Regions from separate parts of the Mus musculus genome. Here all the other regions are linked to region 4. A link is a contact called in public HiChIP or PLAC-seq and Micro-C data. All regions are on one chromosome and are shown on one strand. The core of a region is the stretch at or near the end of the contact, and the rest is flanking DNA. Distances in the headings are between cores, read along the strand shown.

What was found. Hi-C and Micro-C count contacts between places; a contact is called where the count stands out from the background. HiChIP or PLAC-seq counts read pairs in DNA pulled down with a chosen protein or histone mark.
Region 1: an H3K27ac HiChIP or PLAC-seq map of thymic regulatory T cells shows a contact between it and region 4, with 2.9 times the contacts expected there. The contact joins the promoter of Bin2 here to the promoter of Nr4a1 in region 4. A contact is called at or near these places in 2 of 484 Hi-C or Micro-C datasets (effector CD8 T cells and memory CD8 T cells) and 3 of 115 datasets of contacts at active chromatin or transcription factors (bone marrow-derived macrophages, memory CD8 T cells and thymic regulatory T cells).
Region 2: an H3K4me3 HiChIP or PLAC-seq map of stem cell-derived neural progenitor cells shows a contact between it and region 4, with 8 times the contacts expected there. The contact joins the enhancer-like site here to the promoter of Nr4a1 in region 4. A contact is called at or near these places in 9 of 39 promoter capture datasets (the 3T3-L1 cell line, the C10 cell line, the HPC-7 cell line and 6 more), 1 of 15 datasets of contacts at CTCF or cohesin (the NIH/3T3 cell line), 3 of 484 Hi-C or Micro-C datasets (bone marrow-derived macrophages, muscle stem cells and myeloid progenitors), 17 of 115 datasets of contacts at active chromatin or transcription factors (SST interneurons, bone marrow-derived macrophages, cardiomyocytes and 12 more) and 2 of 9 other capture datasets (adipose tissue and embryonic stem cells).
Region 3: a Micro-C map of embryonic stem cells shows a contact between it and region 4, with 2.5 times the contacts expected there. The contact joins the promoter of Spryd3 here to the promoter of Nr4a1 in region 4. A contact is called at or near these places in 5 of 39 promoter capture datasets (the C10 cell line, cranial neural crest, liver and 1 more), 1 of 484 Hi-C or Micro-C datasets (embryonic stem cells), 10 of 115 datasets of contacts at active chromatin or transcription factors (astrocytes, bone marrow-derived macrophages, embryonic forebrain and 7 more) and 1 of 9 other capture datasets (macrophages).
Region 5: an H3K4me3 HiChIP or PLAC-seq map of embryonic stem cells shows a contact between it and region 4, with 6 times the contacts expected there. The contact joins the promoter of Krt8 here to the promoter of Nr4a1 in region 4. A contact is called at or near these places in 4 of 39 promoter capture datasets (the 3T3-L1 cell line, the HPC-7 cell line, cranial neural crest and 1 more), 17 of 115 datasets of contacts at active chromatin or transcription factors (embryonic basal ganglia, embryonic fibroblasts, embryonic forebrain and 10 more) and 1 of 9 other capture datasets (embryonic stem cells).
Region 6: an HNF4G HiChIP or PLAC-seq map of pancreatic cancer cells shows a contact between it and region 4. The contact joins the promoter of Krt79 here to the promoter of Nr4a1 in region 4. A contact is called at or near these places in 2 of 115 datasets of contacts at active chromatin or transcription factors (pancreatic cancer cells and stem cell-derived neural progenitor cells) and 1 of 9 other capture datasets (macrophages).
Region 7: a contact with region 4 is called in an HNF4G HiChIP or PLAC-seq map of pancreatic cancer cells. The contact joins the promoter of Smagp here to the promoter of Nr4a1 in region 4. A contact is called at or near these places in 2 of 39 promoter capture datasets (the 3T3-L1 cell line and liver) and 2 of 115 datasets of contacts at active chromatin or transcription factors (extraembryonic endoderm stem cells and pancreatic cancer cells).

What each region holds. Positions count from the first base shown.
Region 1 is chr15:100,668,193-100,670,892 of GRCm38.p6, reverse strand. Bin2 (bridging integrator 2) reads left to right here and starts at 1,390. Exons shown (of 11, transcript NM_001270537.2): 1 at 1,390-1,480. The coding sequence starts at 1,400.
Region 2 is chr15:101,983,001-101,985,700 of GRCm38.p6, reverse strand. It overlaps a transcript of Krt78 not described here. Among named protein-coding and RNA genes, the nearest start is that of Krt8, 20 kb to the left of the region's middle. Within about 2 kb of position 1,285, at least 318 of the 459 cell types and tissues checked have an H3K27ac peak or open chromatin away from gene starts, as enhancers often do. A contact at or near this core is called in the HPC-7 cell line, the NIH/3T3 cell line, the SN4741 cell line and 14 more, where this site is marked.
Region 3 is chr15:102,134,778-102,137,477 of GRCm38.p6, reverse strand. Spryd3 (SPRY domain containing 3) reads left to right here and starts at 1,263. Exons shown (of 11, transcript NM_001033277.3): 1 at 1,263-1,342. The coding sequence starts at 1,320.
Region 4 is chr15:101,265,420-101,268,119 of GRCm38.p6, reverse strand. It overlaps Nr4a1 (nuclear receptor subfamily 4, group A, member 1), which reads right to left and starts at 1,274. Exons shown (of 7, transcript NM_010444.2): 1 at 1,149-1,274.
Region 5 is chr15:102,002,991-102,005,690 of GRCm38.p6, reverse strand. Krt8 (keratin 8) reads left to right here and starts at 1,349. Exons shown (of 9, transcript NM_031170.2): 1 at 1,349-1,793. The coding sequence starts at 1,452.
Region 6 is chr15:101,938,926-101,941,625 of GRCm38.p6, reverse strand. It overlaps Krt79 (keratin 79), which reads left to right and starts at 1,302. Exons shown (of 9, transcript NM_146063.1): 1 at 1,302-1,879. The coding sequence starts at 1,412.
Region 7 is chr15:100,635,563-100,638,262 of GRCm38.p6, reverse strand. Smagp (small cell adhesion glycoprotein) reads left to right here and starts at 1,323. Exons shown (of 4, transcript NM_174992.4): 1 at 1,323-1,704; 2 at 2,008-2,076. The coding sequence starts at 2,043.

The DNA of each region.
Region 1 (2,700 bases), core at 141-2,640, 600 kb after region 4:
CCCTATTTTCTGGCTATCCTTTCTCAGTGGTCAGGTGTAAGTTCATTGGAAGACCGGTTTCCTAGAGAAACCAGATTTGTAATCTCTGTAGCCCCACTCCAGTTTGTATAATCTGTGACTAAATTCACACTGTGTCCATATAATGCTCCATGCTTTGCCTGGAGAGTCTTGTTCTCCTCTGTCCAGTTCAGGCCTCTCCCCTCCTCTCCTCCTTAGCATATTATGAATGGCACCCTGTCTCCTGAGGACCCCATCTCTCCAGTCTTTCTCCCCTTCCAATCCAGATCTGGATTATGCTCACCTTCTGCACTCTGTCCCCACAATTCCCAGGCTTAGAACTGGTTAAGCTGCCATCCAGGCTGAGCCATGGTCACTCAGCATCAATACCCTGCAGCTGGTAGGTGGTCTCTGGTCCATTAAACGTCCTCACTGGATGAAACTGGGCCTTTTGGTTTTTACTTTTTTTTTTTTCATTTCATTTCATTTTATTTTATTTATATAGAGTACACTGTAGCTGTCTTTAGACACACCAGAAGAGGGCATCAGATCCCATTACAGATGTCTATGAGCCACCATGTGGTTGCTAGGAATTGAACTCAGGACCTCTGGAAGAACAACCGGTGCTCTTAACGGCTGAGCCATCTCTCCAGCCCAAACTCAGTCTTTTGTGTCTCCTCACTTTCTAATGCTGTTCGGGTATGGAACCAATGAGTCACGGTCCACATTCAAAGAGCCCGTTCAAGGGTGGGGGCGGGGGAGGGGAGGGGAATCTTTCTCTACTGCAGGGGCAGCATTTCCAAGCTGGTTTTAAGAGTGTGTGCGCACCAAAATCCACCCTGAACAACCCGTTCTCTGCCAACTTCTCAGAACCAGCTTAGCTGCTCTCCCAGCTCCAGATGCCTCTGTGGACCCCATCCTGGTGACCAGTGGTCTTTCCAGGGAGCTGGGCAGTGAGGGGGCCCCAGTAGTTCTCTCGGGGAGCTGAACAATGATGGGGTTCCAATGGTCCTCCTGGGGATCTGGACCATGATGGGGTCCTAGTCGTCCTCCTGGGGACATGGACAGTGATGGGACCCCAATGGTCCACCTGGGGAGTTGGACAGTGATGGGGCTTCAGTGGTACACCTGGAGTATTGGGCAGTGATGGAGTCCCAAGGTCCTCCCGTGATGGCCAGTGGTGGGCTGCAGTGGTCCTCTCGGGAATCTGGGTAGTGATGGGTTTCCAATGGTCCTCGAGAGGTGGCATTGGGTGGTCCAGGCCGACCACGCCCCAGCAGGAGGCTGTAAGGGTGTGAAGGCCCGCCCTCTGAGCATCACGCAAGGCATGCTGGGAGGACGCACTTCCTCTCAGGGGCCTCTAGAAACCACAGGTCCAGGCTGCGCCCCCGCAGCCGGCAGGATGGCAGAGGGCAAGGCGGGCGGAGCGGCTGGCCTCTTCGCCAAGCAGATGCAGAAGAAGTTCAGCAGGGCCCAGGAGAAGGTAGGCAGCCTGAGGAGAAAGGGTCCTGCTGCCCCAGAACGGGCGGGGAATGGGTGTCCACGAACATTGGCCGACGTGGGAGAGAAGGGAGCAGCTGAGGAGACAGCTGTTTCGCAGGAGCCTTCGGCAACCCTCAGCCTGACCCAGAAAAGGCGACAGGAAGGAACGAATGGTGGTGGTCAACTTTGTCACAGATTTTGTCCTAGCGCAAAGGCAAGGGTGGCTGGCTGGCGTCTCTCAGGTGATGAATGAGTTGGAAGATACTTGTCCCCAAAGTAAGAGACAGCGGCTGCGGTGGCAGTGAGTCGCCCCACTTAATTTGACTTGGGGGATTCACTGAGGACCAGGACACTGCACAGTTCTCCACACTTGAGTGTTGTTTAAACTGGTGTAAACGGAGGCGGGTGGATAGAAAACGCAAGGCATCCGAGGCTATATTACTGAGTTTAAGACCAGCCTGAGCTACTCTTTACCTCGGGGTGAGCGGGGAGCTCGTGTGTCCAGTAGCCAGCCCCAGTTTCTTACATCTATTCTTTTGCCTTGATGGTGATCCACAGCCTCTGGGTGTCCTTCCCATAATTTGCCAGTCCATTCAAATGATGGGCACACGCCTTTAATCCCAGCCCTCGGGAGGCAGAGGCAGGAGGATCTCTGTGAGCTCAAGATCTGCCTGGTTTACACAGAGACTTCCAGGACAGCCTAGACTACATAGACCCTGTCTCCAAAAAAAAAAAAAAAAAAAAAAAGGGAAAATGGATTATGGAGACACTCTTCACGCTGTTTATTTTATTTGCTTGGTTGTTTTGTTTTTTTGAGACAGGGTCTTACCGTGTTGACTGGGCTGGTCTTGTATTCAAGGTGAGATCTCTAGCTAAGGTCATAGGTATGAACCCCATTCTTACCACCCTTCACATGTTTTTGAGACAGTTTCTTGTACCCCCACCCCCAAACTCACTTTGACCTTGAACTTCTGGTCTCCCGTCTCTCTCTATCTTCTGGGTTGCAAGCATGTGTCATCACATCTCTTAGATGCTGAAGGTTGTACCTACAGCTTCTGGTTGAGGAAACCAGGCACCCTGCCAACTGAGCTCCGTCCCAGCCCCTTCCCTACACACTTAAAAGGCATTGTGATGTTACCTGTCCAGAGTCTTCCTTTGCCTAGCCACCATCTACCCACACTGTAGTAGAAGAGACATGGGCTAAAAGGAGAGGGTTCATGA
Region 2 (2,700 bases), core at 36-2,535, 720 kb before region 4:
TGTCTGGCCAGTGTCCACCAGCATCTTTCAATGCTAAGGAGAGTGGGCAGCCACAGCCCTCGTTTTTTGTGGTCTTTCCTGGTTTCTGCCAAGGAATCTGGTTCCAGAGTGGCCACAAGTTTCAACTTTGCAGTAGAGACCTGAAATTTTATATGAAACCAGATTTCTATATTTATTTATTTAAAAATTATTTATTTTTATTTTATGTAAATTGGTGTTTTGCCTGCCTGTCTATGTGAGGTGTTGGATCTGCTGAAGCTGGACAGACAGTTGTGAGCTGCCATGTGGGGGCTGGGAATTGAACTCGGGTCTTCTGGAAGGGCAGCCAGTGCCCTCAACTCCGAGCATCTCTCCAGCCTGAAACCTGATTTTAAAATGCTAGCCACTAGTCCAAATATTTAAGGACTCCATCTTGGCCATCCTCGAATGGGTCACTAGAAACTGTTTCTGGAAATTGACTCTAAGCAGGGACACAGAGGCCAGAGGGACAAGCTTGCCTCGGTGACAGCTCTACAGGACCCTGAACAGGAACACACGGCAAAACCTGGCTCCTCTCTTTTTTTGAGAATCACTGCTGGTCTTGGGGCACAGTGCTTGGAGTGGGGTGGGTGGGTGAGGATTCAGGACACAGAAATGCAGCAGAGGGAGCCTGGGCTAGCTATTAAAAAAAAAAAAACCTCGGTGGTCTTTGTTTAGCGTTATACATAAACTGCACTAAAATGCCTTTCAGAAAGTTAAAGGTGTCACTGTCTTCAGACACACCAGAAGAGGGCATCAGATCCCATTACAGATGGCCGTGAGCCACCATGTGGTTGCTGGGAACTGAACTCCTGACCCCTGGAAGATCAGTCAGTGCTCTTAACCGCGGAGCCATCTCTCCAGCCCTATTTCTCCTTTCTTAATTCCAGAGAAAATCAGTTTTGTTCTAGGAATGCACGTTTTGGGGTTCTTAAATACTTCATTAGAGAGCCTTCTGCACAGGTTGACATCTGTATGAGAGAATCCAATGGCCAGACCTGTCTTCTGTCAAACCGATGGCTCCCAGGATGTGACCTATCTTCCAAGCTCTTGGATTTTCAACGTTTCCTCCCAGTCTGCTGCTCAGGGTGTCTAGATCCTGAAAGGCTGTGCGATGGAGGGACGTTTTTTTGAGTACACCGGAAGTACACCATCTTTCCACTAGAGGGCAGCAGAGGAGCACGGAGGAAACTGCTCTGAAACCCAGAGCCAAGCTTGCCAGCCACGTGCAGCTCCCATTCCATGAGCGAGATCGGGGCGGGTCCTGGTCACAGCCTATCATTGGCTACAGAGGCATGTTTTGTGCTAATCAGGGGAAGCTCCTATTGTTTTGGGTAGGACGTGACGTGGTGAGTGACATTTGTGTGGATTTTAGTCTCTATCCACGGGAGTCCCACACCTTGCATTGTTGTAGTGTGGGTGGGAGGTGGAGCTGAATGCCAAGAGATGTGAGATGTCCTGGGCAGCCTTGTTTGTGAAGGAAAGTGTGCACTGCGGGTTTAAATACCAGAGGAGAGGCACCAAGGGCTTGTAGCCACATTGCCTCACTTGCTAGCTGTTCCCCATCTGTCCAGCAGGAGGCAGCACCTAGCTCCTGGAGCCAAGCAACATTTTTAGAGCCTTCGGAGGCTGAGGCTGGAGGTCCATGCCTCCTAAGGCTGGCGGATGGAGAAGGAGGTAGACCAGGCTCCAGGGGGCACAAGCATGGCGGCATCAGAAGGGCACACCTGAGTTACTAGGGCTTAGTTGGCCTATGTGAGTCCCCAGATCACAGGTCCAGCTCCCTGTAGTCCTGGGGTCTCAGAGAGGACAGTTGGGGTCATGCCAGAGTGGACCTTAAATGTTTTGCTTCCCAGTTTAGTGTGTGTGACTCCGTTTTACTGAGTAGGAACACACAGGAAGCCACTAGCGTAAGGGCCTGCCTCACGTGACTGGAGACCACGTATGCAGCCATTCCTTTCTCTCTGCTGCCAAAAGCAGCCGGGCTCCTGTCAGGATCCTCGAAGGAACCACGCACTATCTGCTCTTTGCGGCTGTGTATGCCTGACCCCAAATACACTTCCAATGCCTTGCCTGTCCATTCGGTGGGCACTTGGTCTCTTAGTTCAGAGATGACCCTCTCTGTAAGTCTTATGGCCCTGGAGGCTGTGCCTGCATTTCCTGTATCTACCACAAGGCTCTCATCCCTTAACTCACACGGAGCTAGGACAGGACCTGTGTGAGGGGAGGGGTGCTTGGCAGGAGAGAGGTGGTCTTGAACACCTGCTGTCTAAATGGAAGCATCTCCTTTGCCCTCTGGAGCTACAGCCTTCCCATCCAGGGAAGCTTGGCAGGGAGTGAACTTGTATGTGCACGTGCACGTGAGCGTGCGTGCGTGTATATGTGCGTGTGTGTGCACATATGTGTGTGTACGTGTGAGTGCGCATGTGCGTTTGCAAGTACGCATGTGCGTGTGTACGTGTGCGTGTGTGTACGCATGTGTGTGTGTGAGCACGTGTGTACGTGTGCTTGAGTACCACGTGCCTTTGGGACCAGAGGCAAGCTTTTGTAGAGGTTGTATGTGCACAGGTACAGACAGGTATAGGCAGGCACATACAGACATGCTCATATTGAATCAGAGAACAAAGGCAAACATATGAGAGAGACATTTGTTACTTGCACAGAGAGAAGCACTGCATAGGG
Region 3 (2,700 bases), core at 14-2,513, 870 kb before region 4:
TGGGGCTTCAGCCCAACTGGGGTCCACAGCTGATGGAACCTACTCGCATTACGGGTTGCCCACGTATTCATCCATACCCAGTCTCACATTTTGCCTCTGAAGGTGTTCAGCCCTGTGACCTGCAGCTATGGCTGCATCCCAGGCTGGAACCTTCAGCAGCTCCCCAGCTAGGTTTGTTCTCTGGCTGCAGTGACTTTGCACTCTATCAGCTCTTGTCTCTAGTAAGGCCTCTGAACTCTTGAATTATGCTGTGGCTTCTTTAACCCTTTTCTAGCCATGTTGTTAACCTACATAAGTACACACAGGATATGTAATCTGTGACCCAAGAGTTAGTAATTAATATTAAAGTAAAAGTTCATGTGTTTGGTAAGGGCCCATTATCAATGTAAATCAGGTCTAATTGGCAAATTGCCGCCAATGAAGCTGACATCGCTTGCTGATGTATTTGATACTCAATAAATTTAGATGTGGAAAGACACAAATATGTTCGTTTATGTTTCTGACACAGGATGAGTCTTTCTGGAAAGAATATTCAGTCTTAAGAGCAAAACGTTGAAGTCGTCCAAGAATCCCAATTCCTTCCAAGGACAATCATACCCTTTATAGGAGGTGCATGATAAAGATTAGTATCCTTTCCGGTACATTCTGACCCGAGCTAACTTTTCCTACCAAGCCCAAGCCCAAAGAGCACCCGGGTTTCATCCCACTGTGCCTTTTGCATATGTTCTCTCCTGTTCTGGAACGCCTGTCCTGGAATGAACGAACGTGGTGCAAAGGGGTGCTCCGGAGAGAAGAAAGCATGTGGTGCCAGCCGAGTGCTGCCGCTGTGGAGATCAGCCTCTGGCTTCTCACGCGTAAAATAGGAGATAACATTAAAAAAAAATCCCCCCCCCCATGCCGTTAAGTGGCTCAAAAGGACATTCCAGAGAGGTTTTTAGCATCACTTCTGGCTCTGGGAACACGAAGCTCGCGCACGGGCACAGGGACCTACTCCGCCCCAAGGGAGCCGCCCCTTGACCGCCTCCCTGAGCTCCAGGCGTCCGAGGTGGCGTCCGGGCAGCCACGTCGCCTCCCCCACCCTCCCGACACCAGGGTTCCTCAGACGCCGCCGAGTGTTAGGTACCCAGCTCACCGGGCCGCGCTCCGCACCGCCTGTGCCCTGCGATTGGCTGCTGAGGGCGCCCATCTTCAAGAAGCGCTGCGGATTGGTCAGATTTAGCGGTGGGGGCGGGCCTGACGGAGCAGAGGAAGGGCGGGGACCCGGATGTGTGTGGTGGCGGCGGCCGAAGAGCTACAACGCGGAGCTGAGAGGCCTATGGATGAGGAGGACGCGGCGGCCCCGGTAGGCGGGGATCGGGGGCGGGGTCCCGGAGGCCTCGGTCTCTGCAGATCTCGAGGCGGGGGTCCTGGGCGACGGCTGCGGCCTCAGGGCGGGGCCAGGGGCTCCGGTCACGGGCGTTCCTCTCGCCGCGCACCCTCCCCATTGCAGCCAGGGCCTGTGACGACGGGGCGTAGCCTCATTGACAGGTTAAGGCCGGGTGGTCCCGGGTGTCACCTGAGAGACCCCGCGGTCCTGAGGCCGTGCCCGGACCCAGTGCGGCGGCAGCTGCTTGGTGCTGAGGCTGTCAGGTTCTCGAAGATCCGATGCCTTCAGATCTGGGGCTCCGGCATCTACCTGGGTTCGAGTCCTGGCCCAGGGCCCTGGGGGATCCCAGTGCTGCGCCGCAGGTGTCTGCTCTTGTGGGGCATGTGCTGGTCTGTAGCTCCTGCAGAAGAGCCCCAATGTGCACATTGGGATCGAACTCAGCTTAGCCCAGGATTGCTAAGCACCTACTGTGTGTAGGGCACAGTGCCAGGTGTTTGGGAGGCAGGAAGAAAATATTTCTTCATGGTTTTCCCGCTTTTGGATCTCTGGAAGATTTTATTCATTCATTCATTTACTGGCCTTGCTGGTTGTCTAAATACCGAGAGAGTCCCATGTTTTTCTCCGGTACTGCTGCTGCTTTAGGGGCTGCGGCCCTCTGAATTCTGTTACAACTTGGAGTTAAGATCTGCTAAGTTGTTTTTTCTTTTGTTTGAGACAGGGCCTCACTGTGTAGCCCTGTCTACCCTGGCACACACTATGTAGAGCAGGCTGTTGAAGAATTCAGAAATCCGTTTACCTCTGCGGACTAAAAAGGGCTGGGGTTCTGGCAGAAGAGAAGGCTCAGTGAATTGAACAGCATGGGCTTCAGGCAGGGTGGGGGTACACACTTTAATCCTAGCACCCAGGAGGCAGAGGCAGGCCAGAGTTCAAGGCTAGTAAGTTGCAGGACAGCCAGAGGTACACAGAGAAACCCTGTCTCAGAAAAACAAACAAACAAAAAATTCATACCGTTTCTTGTTTACAATTCCCTAGAAGTTTTTCATTACCCTTGAAATAAAATTTAAAAGTCCTGACTGTGGATAGACTCTTGCTTTACCCTGTTCTTTTTGTTTTTTTAGACAGGGTTTCTCTGTCTAAACCTTGCTGTCTTCTGAAATTTGCTTTGAGACCAGGCTGGCTGCCTCTTAGTCATAGATAACCACCTGCCACTACCTCTGGAGTGTTGGCATTAAAGGCCTGTGCTTCCATATCTTGCCACCTTATTCTACTCTGGTTTTTTTTTTGTTGTTGTTGTTTTGTTTTTGTTTTTGGAGACAGGGTTTCTCTGTATAGCC
Region 4 (2,700 bases), core at 25-2,524:
CCCGTGTCAAGTCCCTAGGGCATACAGCACCTGGGAGAAAGAAAGAAATATGGCCACTTCTGCCTCTGTTTGCAAGAAGCCTGGGAAGGGATGGGTTGGGGGTGGAGGAAGAAGGGTGGCAGCCAGTCAGGACTGGGCGTTTGTTCCAGCTCCATTCAAATCCTGTTTCTCCACTTGGACATCCTACATCCGGATCAACCCCCACCAATCTACCCAGCTTCAGGCCGATAGTCCGCAACACAAGATACAGATCTGCATCTAGCCTCCTGAGGGGGTGGGGGTGTCTCAAGGAGGAGGAAGAGGCGGGGTTGAAAGAGGGAGTGGGAGAATCCGGCTTGGGGCAGGTCCTGGCAACACCTGTTAGGTGACCAAGCCCGCAGGCTGCACCCTACCTAACAGACTCAAAAGACCACTGGGGTATACAAGTCTGTCTGATGACAGAAGGGGTCTCCCCCCTAGTCAGTACTACATCGAGACTCTATCGTGAGCAACTTCCACCCAGGCTCCACGTGCGGCTTTCAGTAGCTGCACCAGGCTACAGCTCCTAGGTTTCTAGATACTCTGACAACTTAGTCTAACACAACCATTACCCAGCCAACCTAGCTAGCCATTTCCTTCAGCAACCCCCAGGTCTTCCAGCACGGTTCAGAAAGAAAGTTCGGTAAGGGAATCAGAAAATCTAAGTACAGCCTATGAAGTATTAAGTAAACACTGGGAAAGGGGGCTGAGAGCCCGGGAAGGAGACCCGTGGAAATCCAATCTTACTTGTACTTGGATGGATCCCAGCAACGCCGAAGCTCTGAGTACCTTTTCCCAGTCCATGCTCAGACAACCCCCTACCCGGCAATCAACACCCAAACCCAGAGTACAGAGTGCCTCACACTGGAGATCCTAGCGGGGAAACCTCCTAAACAAGCGCCCACTACCTACCAAAACCAAGCACCTTGCAGACCCTTCGCCCGCTTCCTAAACTTCAAGCCCTGGCTCACCCTACTCCAAGAGCTATCCTTTAATACCAAAAATGCACCCTACACACCCCTCCTCGTAAGCCGACCCGAAAACACCCTTCCTTTTCGCCCGCGCGTACACCCCATCTCTTTCATGCACTGTCCCTAGAAACAGAAACACGCTCCCTGCGGGGTACCTACCCAGCCGGCTCCCACTCCCTGTGGCCGGGACCAGCGACCCAGTCGCAGCCTGGTCCCGCGTGCGCTCCGCTCCGCAGTCCTTCTAGCACACTCCCCCAACTTTCGCAGCCTCCTGCACTGGGGCTCCCCTGGCGAGCCCGACCCACATCTTAAGCGCTCCGTGACGCATGGAGAGGGGCGGGGGCGCCACTGACGCACACGGCCCGGCGAGCTTTGGCCATACAAGGGCGCGGGGGGCGGCGCGGTTCCGGCGGGAGGCGGCCAGGAGGAGGCGCGGGGACGGGGAGCCCGAGGGGGCGGGGCGAAGAGGGGGGGCCTGGAATGTCTGCGCGCGTGACGCACGCGGGGTTCCATTGACGCAGGGAGCGCGGATTGTTTGATCTATAAATAGTTTTCCTCTCGCCCGCTGCGCCGGCTAAATATAGTAGCTTCCAGACCCACTAGGCTCACCAAGCCGGACCCGGGATCGGGTCCCGGGGTCCGAAATAACCGACCAGGAGGAGGGGGTGTTGTAAATCCGTGCCCGCAGGGCTTCCCCAGAACAGGATCTCCTCCCCTCCAGCTGCTCCTGGTGCCAACAGCTCCCTCTCCCTCCTGCCCACCCCTACCCCAGGCCCTGCTCCGCTTTTGTCCCTTTCCCAGTCTGTCCTGGACACCTAGGGTATCACTCTCTGCCATTCTGAGCAGCCAGGGCAGTTCAGGGCTGAGGCAAGCCATTCTGGGACACACCCAGAAGATAGGAGGTGGGCTGGGCCCGTGCCTCAGCCTTGGCAATGTGCAGGGTCTCTAGCCCCAGGACTGAGGACAGGCACTCTGGCCTTCAAGGTTCCTTCCCAAAGGGCATAGCTTTGCCAGGCTGGGTCAACGGGCTCGGCTCCACACCGATGCTGGTTTCTCAGCGATGGCCTCTTAACCCCTCGCAGGATGGATGCACCCTAGTTGAGAAATTGCCGAATTTCAGAACCGGGTGGAGCCTGAGAAATCTTTCCAAACTCTTGCCAACTCTTCCCCATTTTATAAATAGATTCAGAGACATAATGGTACTTGTTCAAGGTCACTAAGCTAGGTAGTAGCACAATGGGGTCTTGAACCCAGGGCCATCGAACTCCATCTCCTTTTCACACTCTTCTGTCAATTCCCTGGTCCCAGTCCCTGATGGGGACCCACCTGCCTCCCCACTACCTGCTCCAGCAGTGAAGAGAGCAGCTGTAACCAGTTACTGCTTGCAGGGAAGGGTCTGGCCAGGGCTGTACTCAAAGTGCAGACCAGGCTGCAGCCACCTGGAGCTGTCACCCTGCAGGTCACATCTCCATCCCAGTCTAAGCTAAAGGAAACCTCATTTGTAGTCAGGTAAGAGAAAGGAAGGGGTATGGAGAAAAGATTCAGTGGTTAGCTTTCCCTACTAGGGATTCTCTTTGCAGTATCTCTATCCCATCCTTGACCCCACCCCCTGGTTCCCGATTTCTGCTGCCAGCCCACCAGTGCAGCAGACTAACCGAGACTATCCAATGACGGCCTATTCTGGCCATAACCGGTTTTTAAAAATGGGCTA
Region 5 (2,700 bases), core at 100-2,599, 740 kb before region 4:
CTTGCTCCACCCAGGCCTGGAGGGCCTTGCTCTGCTCCCCAGTCTCCAACCTCTCACAGGTGCAGGCTGTGCCCCAGCTTGTTCTCCTGACTCACTCTGATAATGGGATAATGAGTTCAGAGAGACAGGTGCAGGGAGACAGGGTACTATCCTCATCACATCTGGCCAGCCTGGGGCCGGGGGCAGAGGAGAAGGGTCCAGGTGGCTGGAGAATGAGTCACCACCAGCAGGGCCATCCCGTTCCAAGGCACCATGAGTCACTGCCCTGGCAGCCTGGGGAAGGTGTCTCCAAAGAAGCGATTGCAACAAAGCCCCTGTGCCTCTATTCTCTGGGGTCTCCCTTTTCTGCCTTGGCCTCTGTCCCTCAGTCTTTGTTATTCCTCGAGGCCTCTGTCTGGTCTGGGGAATTCTCTCGGGTCTGGGTAGGAAAGGAGAATACTGTGCTGTGTCCAGAGAGAAGAGCTGCGTTTGATTTCTCTTTACCTTGCACAAGAGAGAAGACAGCTAGAAGCCTGTGTTTCATTCATTCCTCAAATATCTACCTACCTTCCCACCCCCCTTTGCCAGCCTATGGGTGCAGGATGCTGCACAGGTAGCGGGGTGGGGTAGTGGTGTTAGCTGTAACCTGGGCAGACAAAGCAAACAGGAGCTTGGGAACGAAAGGGCCCTGCTGGTCAGCCTGGCCAGCTCCACCTAAAGGAGGTCTCTTGGAGGTATTAGGAGAGACCAGCCAGAGATGTGGTGGATGAGGCACACCCTCAGTCCTAGTGCTGGCTGGTAAAGGCCGGTGCCGGCTTTGGTTAGGCTTCAGGGTACTTATACCCCCAAAGGGGTTGTGACCCCCCCCCCCCAAGATTCTGAACCACAGGATATTTGATATGTCACCTCTGGGAAAACATAGCTCTATCCCTAGAGGGATTGCAACCCACTGGTGGAGAACCTACAGCATATCTGTTACGTGACTCCCGAGGAAGGGCCCTTCCGACCTTCCTTGAGTTTCAACTTCTAGTGAGTTCTAGTAGCTTGCCTGTGTTGAGTTGAGACCCAGTGTTTTAAACTAAAATGCCTGGGAACCCTTTCAGCCCAAGTAGTTCTCACAGGAGGGCAGGAGATAAGACAGCTTAGGTCAGAGATCCCAGGCTCACTTCCTGCCTTCACAGGGATCAATTGCTCTCTCCTGGATTTTTAGGGTGGGGCTGGAGAGGGATCCCGGGTGGGAACAGCTCTCTGCTGCCCTCACCTGAGTCCCGTCTGGAGGTTGCAGACGTTGGGTTAGGCCCTGCCCTCTAGTGTCTAGCCACTCAGGTAAGAGGCCCTTTTCCCTCCCCTGGGGCTGGCCTCTTCTTTTATAAAGGGCCTTCGCTGGGCGCTGTCCCACCGTCTAGAAGCAGCTGCTTAGCTCGCTCTCGAACCTCCGTCTTCAGCTCACTGCCTTCGCTCCAGACTTCACCATGTCCATCAGGGTGACTCAGAAATCCTACAAGATGTCCACCTCCGGTCCCCGGGCCTTCAGCAGCCGCTCGTTCACGAGTGGACCCGGTGCCCGCATCAGCTCTTCCAGCTTTTCCCGGGTGGGCAGCAGCAGCAGCAGCTTCCGGGGAAGCATGGGCACCGGCGTGGGTCTGGGCGGCTTTGGCGGGGCTGGTGTCGGGGGCATCACAGCCGTCACGGTGAACCAGAGCCTGTTGAGCCCCTTGAAGCTGGAGGTGGACCCCAACATCCAGGCTGTGCGCACTCAGGAGAAGGAGCAGATTAAATCCCTGAACAACAAGTTCGCCTCCTTCATTGACAAGGTGAGACCCCTCTCTTCCCGACTAACCGTCCTGCGCTCGCTCTTTCTTCTGCTGACACAGAGATGCGTACATCTCTCCTCGCACCCCCCATGAGCTCCTGTTGGGACCCACCCATTCTGGCCACACTCTCTTCTACTTCTCTCATACCCTTTGGCTTGGGCCCAGAGGGTCTGAAGTGCTTGTGACTAAATCTTGGAGCACCTTCCCATTCACTGGAGGGCCTGGTCCCTTCCCTGTGGCTTTGCTCTCTGGTGGCGGGGACGCCCCCTCGCCCCCCCGCCCCCAACTGCCCCAAGGTTTCCTCATGGTGCCCCGTGCATTGTGTATTTTTCTATCTTCCTGTTAAATAATGGAGGGCGGTGTAAGGATTTTAGAAGGTTTCAGGTGTCTTGATTGAACCCGACAAACGCATATGGAGGTCTTTGGTGCCCAAGGCTAGAGAGTGGGGGCTCCAGGCTGAGTCACTGCTCGGCCCCTGCCCTGCTCCAGTGGGCGGGGCCGCTGTAGAGCCAGGGCGGAGGTCTTGGGTCTGCCCTTCCACCAGGAGTGGGGTGGGGTGGAGGGGAGGGTGAGTCTCAGGGCTCCGCCTCGGGAAGGCCCGTGCGAGATTCAAAGTCTGCGGGCGTTGGACACTCCGCTCCTGTTTCACGACCTGTTAAGACCGGAGTTTATGGCCTCAGATAGCGTCGGCCTACCCACGCCCCTCTGCGAGCTTGGCCCTTGTACCCCTTTCACTCTTTCTACGGTGGCTCCGCCCCAACTGCCTGGTTCCTTTGCAAGCCGAAAGCCAGGCCAGGTTTTGCAGTCCTGTGGCACAGTGGCCTTCGTGGCCCCGGGACGATTGGCCCTTTTTTGCTGACTGGCTCCTGAGAGGCGGTGTGGGAACGGGAGGAGGGAAAACACGGGG
Region 6 (2,700 bases), core at 53-2,552, 670 kb before region 4:
GCCACCATCCTCACCGGGGTCTTCTGCATCTCTTTTGGGATCCGAGCTTTAGCCTGGCAGAGCCAACACTGCTCCATCTTTGCCTCAACCCAGTCTCTGCCCCTTTGCCCTCTGCTTGCTGAATGATGGAGAGGCGAGGGGGTGTGGGGAGCAGTCTCAAGGTCTTCTCCCACTATCTGTGATCCTGTACCTGAAGTCTCTCCAGCTCTGCTTGGGCTGTGCTTGGTTCTAGAAGCCTGACTGGGAAGAGAGTGGAGGCCGGTGTGAAGTGATCAGGAGTGTCCTGTTCTTCTGAATTGAGCAGGTGGAGTCCTTGTGGTCAGGAAAGGAGAAGGTTATGGGGGTACAGCATGAGACACTTGGGGCTTCTTGGATACATGTGCATTTTCAGTATTCCAAAATGTCTGGGCCCCACTGGGAAAGGTCCACCAAGGAAGAGCTTAGGGGTGGCCACAGTTCCAGCCCCAGGAAAAGCAGTTGGGTTCCTAAGCTTTGACACCCTGCCTGTGGTGACAGGGCATTCCTTTTCTTTCTTTGTCCTTTTATTTATTCATTTTTTTTGGTTTTGAGGCTGGGTGACCTTGAACTTTTGACCCTCCCACCTTCACCCCTAGGGTGCTGGGATATAGGTGTGCTCTGCTATGTCTAGTTAGAGTCAAAGCCATCCAGCCCACATTGTGTGCTCAGCCAGGCCTATGGCTGGGCAGGGACCCTCCTTTCTTCCTTGGATCCTCTTTACCCCACACAGGGTTCCCACCCAGCAGACACCTGCCAGTGTAGACAGAAGAGTAGCTGCTCCACCCCTGCACTGTCACCTGTGCCCCCCACGCTGGACCTGCCAAGAGACAGGAGGCTGTGGGCTGGGAGGGTGGGACTGGAGCAGGCCTGGGCACCCTCTCTACAACCCGTTGCCCAATGCACCTTCCCTTGCCACCTGCACAGCACTGGGCCCTGGGGCCTTGGCTTACCACAAGGCCCTGGGACAAACCCCACAAAACAGAGCCCCATTGACAGCAGGCCATCAGGGCTGCGTAGGAGGAGACCAAGCCAGCCACTGGGTGGTGAGGGTAGCTGTAGGAGCCCTATCATCCTGTTCCAAGTGAGGAGGGCTTACGGGGTGGGGTGGGGTGGGAGTGGGGGGAGTGGGGGTGGGGTGCTTCCCATCTCAAGTAGTCTCTGCTCAGGAGCAGCACTTCAGTCTCAGTGATGGCTGGGCGAGGCCCTCCCACATCCTGGGGGAGAGGAGATTCCCCCCCCCCCCGGCCCCTCCCTCTCACCTGTGGTAATCACAGCTGGAGTGCATGGAACCCAGGGCCAGCCCAGCTGGGAAAAGATAAAAAGGTGTTTGGTGGCTCAGTAGCTCACTCCGGCTGATTCCCTCCTGCTCTCAGCTGCTTTCTCGCTGACAATCATGCGGTCCTCTTTGTCCAGGCAGACTTTCTCCACTAAAGGAGGCTTCAGCTCTAACTCAGCCAGCGGAGGTGGTGGGAGTCGGATGCGAACCAGCTACAGCTCAGTGACTATGTCCAGGGGGAGCGGCGGTGGCGGTGGGGTCCGCTCTGGGTCCAGCTCCGGGGGCTTTGGCAGCCGGAGCCTCTACAACTTGGGAGGCAAGAATATCTCCGTCAGCATGGCTTGTGGGGCCTCCTCTGGCCGGGCACTAGGAGGCTTTGGCAGTGGGGCCTATGTGGGCCTAGGGGCTAGCAGGCAGACATTTGGGCCAGTCTGTCCTCCCGGGGGCATCCAGGAAGTCACTGTCAACCAGAGCCTGCTGACGCCTCTCAATGTGGAGATAGACCCCGAGATTCAGCGGGTGCGCACCCAGGAGCGCGAGCAGATCAAGACCCTCAACAACAAGTTTGCCTCCTTTATTGATAAGGTGGGTGGGCAAAACCGGGGTGAGGTGGAGTGGGGTGGAAGCTGAACCTCTAATGGGGGGTGGTCTGGGCAAAGGCAGTTTTTACCATGTGCTCTAGATGTGCAGGGTGGGGTGATGAACAGAGACGGTGGTTTCTGCCTGTCGGAGGTTGGGGCTAAAACCTGCTGGCCGGGGTTCCTTCTGTGAATGAGAGGCCCAGCCCACCTGTGTTGGAGCCTTTCCTATACCGCTAAGCATTAGCCTTACCCCATTATTAAAAGATGTGTGGTCCTCAGTGTTCCTGTCAGGGAGTTGGCCTTTGATGACTTGAGTCATTTTATAGCTGTGGGCAACAGTGCACGGCTCAGGAATTCCACAAACCATCCAAGGTTGAAGCCTTGGAATTCTGTCTGTCCTCTCCAGCTGAAGAAGCCTCGGGGTCAGGCACATTGAGAACCTGGAGGGCAAGAGGAAGCCCTTTGCCCTCCCTTGCCTGGTTCCCCCTTCCGGCTACCACGAGGAGGGTGGCCACCCTACAGTTTGAACACTCTGGGAGTGTTCTGGATCCCCGTCTCACCTACAGGGTGACTGGGATCACTCTGCTACCACCTCTCTCATTTCTTGCTCCATTCCTTCAGCACTGTGTACCTTGGCTCTGCGCCTAGGCTGCGAGATCAGGCTGAGGCATAACTCCATGATTTGAACTTTTAACACAGAAGGGCCCTACCTCCTTTCTCGTGTGTCACCCTTAGGGTTCCATGAAGAGCCTGGGTAGGCGAGGCTTTGCCCATTTTTACACTATGAAAACTAAGGCATAAAGTGGTCCTGAGACTTGCTCAGGA
Region 7 (2,700 bases), core at 74-2,573, 630 kb after region 4:
ATAAAGCCAGGCGAAGATAAATGTCACCTGTCTCTTGTCTGCCCTGAGGTCCCTAGAGGTCTGTTGACAAAAGCATGGCTGCTTCAGTTTCCGAGGCTTAAGTTTCACTCTTGGAGAAGACTGGCTGTCCATGTGAGACCGTGTCCATCATCGATTCACTTGACTCCTTATGGAGGTCTGACACAGACGCATCCTGAGTCCCTGCTCCCCAGACTCTGGACAGTGTTGACAGGCTGCGTCTGGGTATAGACTGGGTGTCATGTGCCAACCTGTCGTGCCAGCAATACCAAAGCTGAGGCAGTGGGTCCTAACCTGAGGCCAGCTTGTGGTTTCTGGGAAACTCAGTTGTTAGCTTTACAAGGCAGTTAGGTATCTTCACTGACTAAGCTTTCTCATCAGCCCCAGCAAAGTTTTAAGTGAGCCTGCCGGTGCCGGTGGAGGCCAGAAGAGGGCATCAAGATCTCCTGAAACTGAATCACAGGACGTTGTGAACTACTGGGAGCCTTTCTCCAGCTAACCCCTCTCCCCCCCTCCCCCGCCCCCCAAAGCAACTTTTAAAGGTTATATTTTAAAGAAAAAAAAAAAAAAAGACATGAAAGCCAAGTGTGGTTGGTCAGGTCCGACCCTCAGTGAGCTACCCAGGTAACCTGGCCAGTGTTTTTTGAGCACATTATCATGTGCTAGGTGAGGTTCTAGGCAACTCATTGGAGCTCCGCAATAACCCTAACCCTGAGTTCACACAGCTTTGCCCAAAGAATCAGAAGTAACCTGCGCTAGCTTACACAGCGGGACCACCTCCAGAGCCTGTTATATAGAATTATTGCCTCTTAGTCAACGAGTTCCTCTAGTTAATTTGGGAGCATTTCCTGTCACTGACGTGAGTCCAACTGCTGCTAAAGTACAGCACTGATGAATATTTAAATCAAGGCGCTTGCCTCGGGCTAGGACCAAGGCTGTAAAACGGCCTTACGGGAATTGCCACTTTCAGTCCCCATTTTAGGGATGAGGAAACCGACTACTGAGGTGTTCAGGAATGTGCCCACAGCCACCCAGCTGGCAAGCACTTACGCTGGAGCTTTTAATCCTAAACAGCCCACAGCCACACCTCCTACCCTCTCCACGCTCCACCGCCTCCTGGGAAGGTCGCACGCGGAAGGTCCAGGTGGCCCCGGGAGGTGCTCGGCTAAGTCGCCCCGAAGTCGCGGACTCCAGAGGGCCCACGCGTGACTGAGCTCCCGCGGGACACGCCCCTCGCTCGCCCTACAGCTGGCGCTGCCGACCCCGGCCGAGCCCGGCACGGGGGCGGAGCGGCTCCGGACAGTGGCCTTTCCTCCCGGGGGAACCTGCTGAGGGCGGCCCCGAGCTCCTTCCTGTCCCTCCCACCGCGGTCCGGGCTCGGCGGCCGCTCGGCGCGGGGTCCCGGGCGCGGCTCCGGCGACTCTCGGCCGCTCCCACCCCGGCGAGTTCAAAAGGACGCGCGGCGCCCGGCCCTGCCCGCCCGTCGGACTGGAAAGGTGAGCGCGCTGCGCGGAAGCCCGGAGCCCGCACTCGGCCGCCGCGCGCCTGCGACCTGACCCGCACGGGTACTGCGCGGCTGCAGGGACACTCGACGGCCAGGGCGCGGGCCCGGGGCACGCGGGATCCCCGGGGAGCGGGGCGCACCCAGCGGACGGCTCGGCGGGGCTCCTGGCCCTGGAAGCCCAGGTAATGCAGGTGGCTAAGGGACCCGGATCGCTCATGGGCGCAACCGGGCCGACCCTTGCTTAACTTTCCCAGGCCTGGGGAAAGGGTCACCAACGCCACCCATTCCCCGACCCTGCGACCAGGGTCAGCTCTTGGGGGAAGGATTTGTTTATGGAAGCTGATTAGAACCGAAAGGAAGAGAGTGGATATATCCAGGGGAAGGGACTCGGGGAAAACCTGGCGCCCGAGGCTCTCCTGGGATCTACAAGCCCTGCGACCTCAGGAGCCCGTCCACCTCATTCTTGTCCGTCCTTCTTCCCACAGATCTGACCCTACGAAATAGCCTGCCCTCAGCAACGATGAACAACCTACCGGCCACACCTTCTCCTGAAGGTAGGTGATGAAAGTTATGGAGTAGGGGGGCTGTTTAAGAATTCCCACCCCAGAACAGGTCTTGGAATTCCGCGAGGCCTCACTCAGTGTAGACTGGAAGACTCACCCATCCCCACCCCACTCCACCCCACCCTACCCCTACCAACCCGCTGTCGGGCCTCACGCAGGAAAAAGCTCCAAGAAAACAGAATTCAACTTCAGTGTGCCCTTTTGCGCTATTTTATTCTCAAGTCTGGACCGGACCAATTCCAAGCACTGCGAGTCACCTGGGTTTAGGAAGTTCTTTGATGCCCAAAGGAGCCATTTTTACATTCACCCCAGTAGTTAAGTAAAGGAGAAAGGGAATCTTCTAAAGATAACCGGGAGGACTCGTGATGTCGCTTAATTGGTAGAGAACTTGAGATGAAACCCATTTTGATGGCTTGTGCCTGCAGTCCCTGCAACTTGGGACGTAGAGGCGGGAGTACCAGAAACTCAAGGTTATCCTCAGCTAAATAGTGAATTTAAGTCTAGCCTGGGCTAGAGGGATGTGGGGTGTGTTTAAAAATTCTAGGAGCCAGGTGGTGAATTGAGTCTCACCTTTCCTTTCCTAATCAGGCTGGTTCTGGCGCGCTGACGGATATT